Linked DNA regions of Mus musculus: region 2 is linked to region 1. Evidence: chromatin contacts called from public promoter capture Hi-C data. All regions are on one chromosome and are shown on one strand. The core of a region is the stretch at or near the end of the contact, and the rest is flanking DNA. Distances in the headings are between cores, read along the strand shown. Region 1 holds the start of Rps15a (ribosomal protein S15A). Region 2 holds the start of Plekha7 (pleckstrin homology domain containing, family A member 7).

Region 1 (5,384 bases), core at 1,034-3,533:
TTCAGGCTCACATGGAGACAGACATTAGGATCTGTGCCCTGTAGGTCTGGGCCTTTGGTACTTCTAGACAGGCTCACAGAAAGCCTGGGTAGGCCTTGGACTCCTGGCCCTTCTGCCTTCACCTCAAACAGTCATGTGTCACTTCACCCAACCTAGTTTTTAAGTGTCTGTAAGGTGTAGTTAAATGCCAGCAGCTCATCTTTGATTAGTTCTAATTTGCCTCTAACAAATCACAAACGTGAGTCAGTTTTTACTGGGTTCTTTTTTTTCCACTTCCCTCCAGCCCAGCCACCCCAAATTTCCCAATTTCTATACAAGTGCACACACATACACACACCCCCTCTAGGAGCTCATCAGCCTGGGGCCATCTAGATTCTGTGGCACACCAAGGTCACAACACTGGGATCAGCTAGCCAAATCCCCACAGAACTAACTAGGATCTCAGATTCATTAACTACCACCCCTCCCCACTGCTGCTTTGATCTGAATTCCTGAAGTCATTCCTATTGGGTCCATGTTAAGGAAATTGGGAGACTGGATGTGAGTTTGAGGTCAGTCTGAAATAGACCTGTGCTCAAAATCCTTATAAACCTTGGGAAAGCCTGTGGTCCTTTTGTGGGGTGAATTATGACTGGGAATGAAGACTTCCCCTGTTGTGAGAGAAGATGAAGGGGACTCTGGCGGCCAGAGCATGACAAAGATGGTTCTGGCGGGCCTTTTTCTTCTCCCTTCCTCTTTTCTAAAAACTATTAGGTTACATTCCTAAAGCTCTCTTATTTGGTCACTTATTTGCTCACTTCCTTCTGAGGCTGACTACCAAGGTCCAGCTTTCAAAGGATGGAGGTCCAGCAACCAAAAGTCCCCTTGCAGCTACCCTAATTAACGTGTCTAACCAGAGTTAGACACTTCATCCTAACAAGAGGTTTTTTCCCCCTTTACCCTCATAAACTGTCGTTTGCTCAAGGGCCACACCTGTCTCCTCTCTATGCAGAGGCAGTTCTTTGTTCCCAGGACTTACATCCTTTCCCTCCCTCTCCCTTGTTCCCCTCTCCCTCACCTTCTATCTCCTGTCTTTGTCTCTCATTCCCTGTCCTTTGTTCCTCTGGGGGAAATAAATCTTGTGCCAAACACTGCTGAGCACTGCCACATTTGTGTGGTCTCTCAAAAGCTCCTCTGAGTGGTTCTATCATCCCTGTTTTAGAGATGGAGAAACTGATTTGTCCATTCAGTTTTTTCTTCAACTATATGTCGAGGACCTACTATGTGGCAGATGCTTCTCCAGACTTAGTGTGAACAGCAATGAACGAAGCTTCCCGAACCTCTGTAGGCTTGAAGCTTAATGGTCCAGGCTAGGAGTCAACAGATTCACTTGAGGTGTAACCCCAGTTACAGAAGTGAGGCAGACAGATCACAGGGCTGCATAATAGGAGGAGGAGGAGGAGGAGGAGGAGGAGGAGGAGGAGGAGGAGGAGGAGGAGGAGGAGGAGTGTAACCCCAGTTACAAAAGTGAAGCAGACAGATCACAGGGCTGCATAATAAGAGGAGGAGGAGGAAGAAAAGTGGACCTTAAGCCGGGCATGGTGGCACACGCCTTGAATCCCAGCACTCAGGAGGCAGAGGCAAGCGGATTTTTGAGTTCGAGGCCAGCCTGGTCTACAGTGAGTTCCAGGACAGCCAGGGCTATACAGAGAAACCCTGTCTCGAAAAACAAAAAAACAAACAAAAAAAAAAAAAAAAAAAAAAAAGAGAGAGAGAGCGAGAGAAGCGGACCATGGCAGTAATCCCTGTTACTAGTCAAGATTTTCATGACTCCGGGGACAGCATTGGGCCACTACTGGTCTCCAAAAGCCAAATTCAAGCCAAACCAACCAAAACAATAATAACAAAAGCCAAGTGCTGTGATGTTTAATCTCAGCACTGGGAGGCAGAGGCAGGTGGAGGCTAGAAGTCAGCTTGGTCTTCATAGTTCCAGCCCAGCCGAAGCTACCTAGTGAGTTTCATTGTGGCAAACAAAACTAAACGCAAGAACCCGCAGTGGCGTTAATGCCAAAACCCTAGAGGCTGAGGCAGGACTGCCGCGAGTTTCAGAGCGACTAGCAGCCCACCATTTCTAGTTTCATCTGCCCCTCCCAGAGGAGGCCCCGCCCTCGCATTGGTTGTCCTATAAGAAATCACAGGGTTTTGGGTTTTTTTTTTTTAAGTGTGTGACCATGAAGTCTCGCGATAGCGCTTCCGCTTCCCATAATTCCGTGCGTTTGCCCGGCCCACTCTCTTTCTGCCATCTTCCCTCGCCGGTGAGTGAGTGTTTGTGAAACTCCGTGTTCATCCGTGTGGTATCTGTGCCATCCCTTTACCCCGTGTTCGCTTTCGGAGTCCCGTGGGCCTATAGATCCCTGCAGGGGCCGTAGTCTCCGTCTGCCGGGGTCGGGGGCTATGGGTAGCCCTTTGCGGGAGCCGGCCCACTGCAACAGGCCGGGCTCGGCTCGGGCCGGCGGGGACGGTGGCCCGCGTGGGCCCTGCAGCCTCCGGTGTCTGCGGGAGCTCTGGAGTCCCGAGTGTCCCACGCGGCCGTGGCCAGGGTTGGCGCGGGGAGTTAGGCTCAGCCACTCACTGCCGAGTTAGGGAACCACGTCGTGGTTTACTCTTGGCGCGTAAAATACGCCTTGGCAGCGTCCTGAGGAGCCGTGGAGGTAGCCTATGGGTTGTGGCCGTTCAGTAGGCTGGCTGGGCTCCCTGTCACGTACTGCCTCTTCTCCCGAAAGGGGGTGTGTGTGTGTGTCTGTGTGTTAAATGGTTACCTGTAAATGAGTTAAGTCGCGTTAACCTCTTGACACACTGCTGGCTTTGAAAATCTTGGCAGACGGTGCCAGAACTTTTTCCTAATGACAGTTCCCGCACCCCCACTTTCAGTTTGGCTAGCTGGTCGGTCCCACCATTTCGAAGGCTATCTTCTGTGTGGTGAGGCTCGGCTTGTGTCATTCTCTCCCCAGCTATTTTGTGTGGTGGGTGGTATGAATAGGAGTGTCTTGGAGGGCTAGACTCTGAAGAACAGTGCTGAACAGTCGGGAAATTGTAGTGAATTTTTCCTGGTTCTTGGGAATGTTGCTTAGACCTAGGAAAAGCTAATGGGGGTAGGACAGCATGATTGGGTGTTGATGCAAACCCCGGCTTTTCTTTCCACAGCCACCATGGTGCGAATGAATGTTCTGGCGGATGCTCTCAAGAGCATCAACAACGCTGAGAAGAGAGGCAAACGCCAGGTCCTCATCAGGCCATGTTCTAAAGTCATCGTTCGGTTCTTAACCGTGATGATGAAGCACGGTGAGTATTGGTGTCTTGGGTTTTTGACAGTGCTGGATCTGGGAGGGAAAGACAGTAACCGTTCAAGAAAAGAATGGGTGTGTTGATGCTAACTCCCAAAAATTTTTATGTGATACGGAGCTTTCAGAATTCTGATGCAGAGACTCAGATGAGAGAAAAATCTAATAGGCAAAAAGTTAGTGTTGGCGTAAAGGTTTAGGTCTCAAATTGATGTCTGGTTTGACGCTGGTCACTTGTTTTATAGGATACATTGGTGAATTTGAGATCATTGATGATCACAGAGCTGGGAAGATTGTTGTGAACCTCACAGGAAGGTTGAACAAGGTAAGACATCTTGCTTCTCAAATTGCAGCTGTCTGCCACTTCACAGTGTTGTCATTCTTGCTCTACTTCCCTGATTTAAGGAATTGGCTAAGGCTATGCTTCTGTTTTAGTACCCACATTTCACTTGGTGTCTTTGGTTACTTGTTCAAATTATTGGTTAGTTTTGTGTGGGATAGAGCTAAACTCTGGTAACGCTGGAGTGGGAAACTGCTGATTTCAGTAGCTTAAACTATGGCTCAGTGTATGAATAACTCAGTCTTGTACTGGTGGTGTGTGTGGCCTGTTTATTTTCAAGATGGAAGTCTCAACACATAGAGAGGTTGATCTATACTCTGTCAAACTGCTGTATTAAAGTTACACGATGCACTTGTCCAGTGGTGTGCTGGCTTTTAATAAAATTGTTAATCTTGAGTAAGTGGCTAAGAGTTCATGGTCTGTTGGTGTAGGTTGTAGCTGTCTGAGTTCTAGGCTGCTCGTCAGTTTTAATTGTCATCAGCATAGCCAAATAGACTTTCTGACTCCATGGTTTAATAGCAGTTTGGGGCATTGTCAATAAGCTAGTGATAGTGCGGAAGAGCCTTCTGATCTGTAAGGAGTTTGAGGCCCTCTAGTCCTACTTGTGTGACCCTTTCAGAGAGGGGTCGTGGGCTAAGGCCATCAGAATCAGATACTTCCGTTACAGCAAAAGTACAGTTATGAAGTAGCAGTGAAGTAATTTTATTGTTGGGGCTACTACCAATTTTGTTAAAGGATTGCAGCATTAGGAAGTGTGAAAACTGCTCTAGTCATGTGGTGAACAGTTAAGTTGGTGAGGTCATTGCTGTTCTGACAATTTTTTCAAAAAGTTGTTCGCAATATCCAGAACTTGTTAAAATTTAAGTAACACCTACTGATTTAGAAGTTGGTACCAGAGACTGGGATATTACTGTGATTGGCCTGAACATGGTTTTGTTTGGAAAAAGGATTGTGGGACTTTGGATTTGGAAAGCAGTGAAATGCTGTAAGTGGGGCCTAATGAGCTATCCTAGTAGGAGTATGGAAGACTTTGTTACTGAGAGTGATTTGACTGTGCAGACCTGGCCTAAGGTTTCAGTGGAGAAGAACTTCAGTATGTGGCCTAGAGACTGTTTGTGGTATTTTGGTGAAGAGCTTGGTGGCTTTTTTGACCTTTTCTGAAGTCTGCCTGAGGCTAAGGTGAAAGGAAGTCTTGAAAACTTTGTTCTCTGGTTAAGTCTCATCGAAGAGCATTTTAAACACACGTAGCAAGCTGAGAACGGAAAATATAAAATATGTGGTTATTAAAATATTAAAGGGGCTCCAGGAAGTAAAAAGGAGCTGAACCCTGTCTTCAAGGACATTAAGTTGAATTAAGGACCTTGGGGCAAGATCCCATCCAGCTAAATTTAGGTCTAGGCATGGTAGTATAAACCCAGGAGATAAAGCCAAACAAATCTGAGTTCAAGGCCAGCCTGGGACAGAGCAAGTTCTAGGTGAAGAAAACTTAAATCCAGGGTTGGTGGACCACACTTTTAATCCCAATGCTTAGGATACAGGCACACAGATCTCTGAGTTCCAAGTCAGTCTACAGAGCAAGTTCCAGGATAGCAGGCTGTTAAGGAATTGGAAAAGAGAAAGCCTGGTGATAATGTAATAGAACAAGAGGGTAATGTCATGTTCCAGCCCCAGGAAGCAGCAGAACTTGGCAACTTTGGCCACATGGCTTTGGCTTTAGACTCCAG
Region 2 (5,384 bases), core at 1,657-4,156, 1.8 Mb after region 1:
GTCATCTGGAAGAACAGCAAGTGCTCTTAACCTCTGAGCCATCACTCTCAGCAGCTGAGCCACACTGAAGAGATGTACTATTTCATGTCAGATAAATTCCCATGGGGTTGTCCGGTCAAAGCAATGTGTAACAACTGCTGCCAAACTGCCTTCAAGGAATGTCTTAGGGTTTTCTATTTCCGGTGAATAGACACCATGACCAAGGCAACTATTATAAAGGACATTCAATTGGGGCTGGCTTACAGGTTCAGAGGTTCAGTCCATTGTCATCAGGTGGGAGCATGGCAGCATCCAGGTAGGCAAGGTGCAGGAGGTGCTGAGAGTTCTACATCTTCATCTGAAGGTTGCTAGCAGAATACTGGCTTCCAGGCAGCTAGGATGAGGGTCTTAAAGCCCAGGCCCTCAGTGATACACCTACTCCAATAAGGGCCACACCTCCTAATAGTGCCACTCCCTGGGCCAAGCATATACAAACCATCACAAGAAGGCAGAATCATTTTGTAGTCCCAGCAACAATGAACAAGAATGGTTTTCTTTTTTTTTTTTTAAAGATTTATTTATTTATTATATGTAAGTACACTGTACCTGTCTTCAGACACACCAGAAGAGGGAGTCAGATCTCATTACGGATGGTTGTGAGCCACCATGTGGTTGCTGGGATTTGAACTCAGGACCTTTGGAAGAGCAATCGGGTGCTCTTACCTGCTGAGCCATCTCACCAGCCCATGGTAATCTGACATCTACGAAATAGAATCTCCCACTGTAATTTTCATTTGTATACTTGACGGTCAACTACCTTCCCATATGCTTAAAAGCCACTTGTGTTTCATTTCTATTAACTGTGGTGAGTTCATATTCTTGTCCATTTAATATATTGCTTTCAAATGAGTGTTTAATAAGACATGCTATTTCCCTATGTTCATTTGAAGAACTGGGTCAGAGGCTGAGGGCTCTGCATCCCCAACCACAGCGCCTTTCTCCCTCCTGACTGCTTCAGAGGATCCTCTGGAACAGCAGTCATGTCGTGGTCACCCTCAACGACAAAATTATTTCATTGCTACTGTTAAGAATCGTAATGCAGCCAGGCAGTGGTGGCGCACACTTTAGTCCAGCACTTGAGAGGCAGAGGCAGGTGTTTTTCTGAGTTTAAGGCCTGCCTGGTCTACAGAGTTCCAGAACAGCCAGGGCTATATACAGAAAAACCTTGTGTCAAAAAAAAAAAAAAAACGGAGAAGAAGAAGAAGAAGAAGAAGGAGAAGGAGAAGGAGAAGGAGAAGGAGAAGGAGAAGGAGAAGGAGAAGGAGAAGGAGAAGGAGAAGGAGAAGGAGAAGGAGAAGGAGAAGGAGAAGGAGAATCATAATGCAGGTAAATATCTGATATACAGAATAGATATCTGACATGCTACCCCAAGGGCTCGCGACCCACAGGTCAAGAAACACCGGGAGAGCTCCGGCTGTGCCCCCTTCAGGGTCCATCCTACTGATCTCTCATTCCAGTGCCCAGTGCAGACAGTTGCACCCTCTTGTGAGACTCCTTAGACCCGCAGCTTTTGTCTCTGCAAGGCTGGCCTGACCCTTGCCCAGCGCCTAGCTTCCGGCTGCTGCTCCGCCCACTTGCAATGTGACAGAGTGTCTGAGTGTTTTGCATTCTTCTGCTCTTCTGCTGCTGAGGAGTTGCAGTTTAAAGGCTGAGGCAGATAGTTCAGGCGCCCAGGTCCTGGAGTTTGGGGCAGACCAAAACCCCTTCTCTTGTCCAACTGACGCAAAAGAGTAAACACACAAACGTCAATTAGGAGCAAATGAGTGAGCTAAGGGTTTCCTTTTACTCTGGGGGGTTCAGGAGCGCTCCCCAAGACCTAAGTAGGTAAAGAGCTCGGCTTGACAGCTCTTCCAAAATGAGAGCAGGGAGATCCAGACCCAGCATTCTCTTTTTTGCCTGTGATCTCTACAGCTTCAGAAGGGGGGGGGGGGGGACGACACGCATTTTTTTTTTTTTAATTTAAAGATTTATTTAATGTATGTGAGTACACTGTTGCTCTCTTCAGACACACCAGGAGAGGGCATCGGATCCCATTACAGATGGTTGTGAGCCACCATGTGGTTGCTGGGATTTGAACCCAGGACCTCTGGAAGAGCAGTCAGTGCTCTTAACTGCTGAGCCATCTCTCCAGCCCCTACCTTTTTGTTTTTTGAGACAGAGTCTCATAGTAACCCGCGCTGCACTGAAACTCTGTCAAGCAGTTCTGTGTCTTCCAACTCTCAGCAATCCTTCTGTTTCAGTTTCCCCAGGCCTGGAATCACAGGCAAGCTTTTCTCCTATTTTACATTAGACTTGGAGGTTGCTCCGGAATCCAGCAGAAACCTGTTCGGTGTTCCTTGTCTAAGAAAGAAGCACACTTCCGGGGTAGGGGGGAGGAGAAGCAGAGGTGTGCAGGTCGCCTGCTTTTCCTGGAGCAAGGGTGTGTGTGTCAAGGGTGGGGGATGGGGGGGGGCTAGACTGTTCCTTCGCCCGCGAGTCTCGGGGACAAAGGCTGCGGGGCCTTGTGCCTTGCTCCGGCCGGCCTTCCACCAGTGAACTTTGGAAGCACCGGCCGTGACCTCGAACTGCGAGTCACCAAGGCTGGGAGCCCACGCTGCACCCACCACAGGGGAACCCAGTAGGGTCGGTCCAAGTCCCTCTTGTCTCAGCCCCTCTCCACTCCTTCCTGCTCTCCCCCTCATTTCTTCCAATGCACCCTTCTCCCTATCCCTCCTCAGATCTTGTCCTCCCCTCCCTATCCCTACCCAACTCCTTGTTCCAACTCCTAGTTACTCCAGCTCCCCGTTTCTCGTCCCTCCCACTCACTCTGTCCAACAACTTGCACCCCTATCTCCTCGCCCCGCCCCTTACCCCGCCCCTTAACCCATCCCCCCCCCTCCCCCGGCCCGGGGCTCAGGCGCTGGGCGAACATGGCGGCTGCGGTCGGGCGGGACACCCTACCTGAGCACTGGTCCTATGGCGTCTGTCGGGACGGCCGCGTCTTCTTCATCAAGTGCGTGAGGGGCGGCGACACCCGGACGGGGTCGTGCGCTGGGGCTGGGGCCGCGGGCGGGCGTGGAGGGCGGCGGCGCTAACAGGTGCACCTCTCCCGTAGTGACCAGCTCCGCTGCACGACCTGGCTGCACCCGCGGACCGGCGAACCGGTCAACTCGGGTCACATGATCCGCTCAGGTGGGCGCTGGGTCGGTGCGGGATGCAGGGTGCGGAGCGGGGTCGCCACGGCTGCGCTAGTTTGACCAACTTTTCTCGCCTTCCCGCAGACTTGCCGCGCGGCTGGGAGGAGGGCTTCACGGAGGAGGGCGCCAGCTTCTTCATCGAGTAAGTGAATCCGCACCGCGGCCGCACCTGCCTTGCTCTCCCGCAGCCTTGGCGGGCTCGGCGCTCGGGGTTTGTTTGCTTGACGGTGGCGGGCTCGGGGGGACGGCTGCGTACGGGGGTTCGCAGCGCCGCAGGGGGCCTGGCCAGGTCCCGCCCGCCGGTGGCCGAGCCTGCAAACTCCAAGGCTCCCCCGGGACACGCCTACCCCGGGGGCCTGCGCTGGGCACAGTGGCGGGTGGCGGGGAGTAGGGCTCGCGTGGGTCGGGAGTGTGGCCTGAGGGCTTGGGCGTGGGGGAGGGGGAAGAGGGGCCCCGACGCTACTCTAGCCGCGCTGGCTGGGCTCGCCGTGGAGAGTTGGAGCGCGACCCGGGCCGCCGCATCCTTGCTTCTCAGGGATGGGATGGGGGTGGGGCTCCCAGGCAGCCAATGATATTCCTGGAACTCTACCCGCGCGTCTTCGGCGGGCGCCGAACGCCGAGGAACGCGGACGATCTGCTCTGCCCGGGCTAGTAGAACGGGAGCTTTGCCGCCTGAGCCTCTGGGCGCTGTCCCAAGTTATTCTTGGTCTGTTGGTCCGCGTGGATCTGATCTCGAAGTTGTAAGGGGACACGAGTGTACAGTCTTCACTTTTCCCAGTCGGGCAAGGTGCCTGTGTTGCAGCGTTCCTCCCTCTGCTTCCTGTGGGTCCTGGGAGTCAGAACTTGCCTTTGATCGTTTGCCCCAGTCAGTCGGTGCCTGGCATAGAGTAGGAGCTCTGTAAATGTTTGTTTATGGAATGAATGAACTAGCCAAAGGTCTGGCGCTCCATGGTTTGACTGGCACTCGGTGTACTGTGCGCGACCGTGACTCAGAATTCATTTCTTCACCAACTTGGAAACAATGTTTAGATCTGGATCAGAATATGTGAAGAAAGTCCCCGAGCCTCCTTTGTCACATGGGACTCTTGTATAGTGGCTGCTGATGGATGTGCTCTATGCAAGGGAGGTGCTCACTATTTCTGTTCGTCAATTTGTAACCCACGGGAGGAAAGGGAACAAAGAGTGAACAAATAATAATAGCAGGTAACGGTGACTGCTGTGCGGAAAATTAACATGAGGGGATGTGACTTGAAGTGATTGGATGGCTGATGGGACTGGTAGGTCCTGATGACTTTTTTTCTGAGCAGGTGACATTTGGAATTTGAATGACAAGAAGGACCCTTGCTGTGGTGACCAGTAGGGGCAAAACATTTCAGAAAAATGTTTAAGGAACAAAACCCTTCGAGTTCAATGAGGGGTTGGGGATTTTGCTCAGTGGTAGAGCTCTGGGGGAAAAAAAAGTTCAGTGAGCAAAAAGTCTTGTGTGGCTTGGAGGAAGTGACCAAGGGCGAGGATGGCATTAAAGGAAGGCACAGGAAGGGAGGTAAAGGATGAAACTGGAGCAGGGTAAAGAGCTGCTGAGCTCTATCCTGAGACCAGGGAGAATGCAGACGTTTTAAGGTGGCTTGGTATGTTTGGCAGTTTTTGGGAGTATGGCGTTTGGGTGGAGAGCTGTGCCAGGGAGGTAGGAGAGCAGCAGGAAGCTGTGGCTGTGGTCCAGAGCAGACGTTAGTGGGGGGGGGGGTGAAGCACGGAGATGGAGAGCAGGAGTCAGATAGAGGCTGTGCTCTGGATGCAGAGAGAGAGAGAGAGAGAGAGAGAGAGAGAGAGAGAGAGAGAGAGAGAGAGAGAGAGAGAAAGAACGAGAACACTCCTGGGGGCCTGGGGAGATGATGCTCCGTTCATAAAGTGCTTGCCATGCCAGCATGAGGACTCACATTCCATCTCATAAAAACCCAGGTGTAGTAACAATGTGCACGTGTAATACTAGCGCTGGGAAGGTAGAGACCGGAGAATCCAGGGCTTGCCACCCTGTCATCCTAGCCTAAGCTGCAAGCCCCAGGTCCCAGCAAGAGACTGCTTCAGAAAATAAGTGGGTATTTAAGAAAAAAACATGTGAGGTTGGGCTGGCTTCTGGCTTTTACATTCACAGGAACACATATACGTGTG

Evidence for each region. Promoter capture Hi-C pulls out the DNA fragments that hold promoters and counts their contacts.
Region 2: a promoter capture Hi-C map of liver shows a contact between it and region 1, with 5 times the contacts expected there. The contact joins the promoter of Plekha7 here to the promoter of Rps15a in region 1. A contact is called at or near these places in 3 of 39 promoter capture datasets (cranial neural crest, liver and pre-B cells), 2 of 484 Hi-C or Micro-C datasets (CD4 T cells and the G1E-ER4 cell line), 5 of 115 datasets of contacts at active chromatin or transcription factors (astrocytes, embryonic midbrain, embryonic stem cells and 2 more) and 2 of 9 other capture datasets (adipose tissue and embryonic stem cells).

Annotation. Positions count from the first base shown.
Region 1 is chr7:118,113,046-118,118,429 of GRCm38.p6, reverse strand. Rps15a (ribosomal protein S15A) reads left to right here and starts at 2,283. Exons shown (of 5, transcript NM_170669.2): 1 at 2,283-2,294; 2 at 3,184-3,321; 3 at 3,566-3,645. The coding sequence starts at 3,189.
Region 2 is chr7:116,305,898-116,311,281 of GRCm38.p6, reverse strand. Plekha7 (pleckstrin homology domain containing, family A member 7) reads left to right here and starts at 2,906. Exons shown (of 27, transcript NM_001305185.1): 1 at 2,906-3,031; 2 at 3,134-3,210; 3 at 3,300-3,357. The coding sequence starts at 2,949.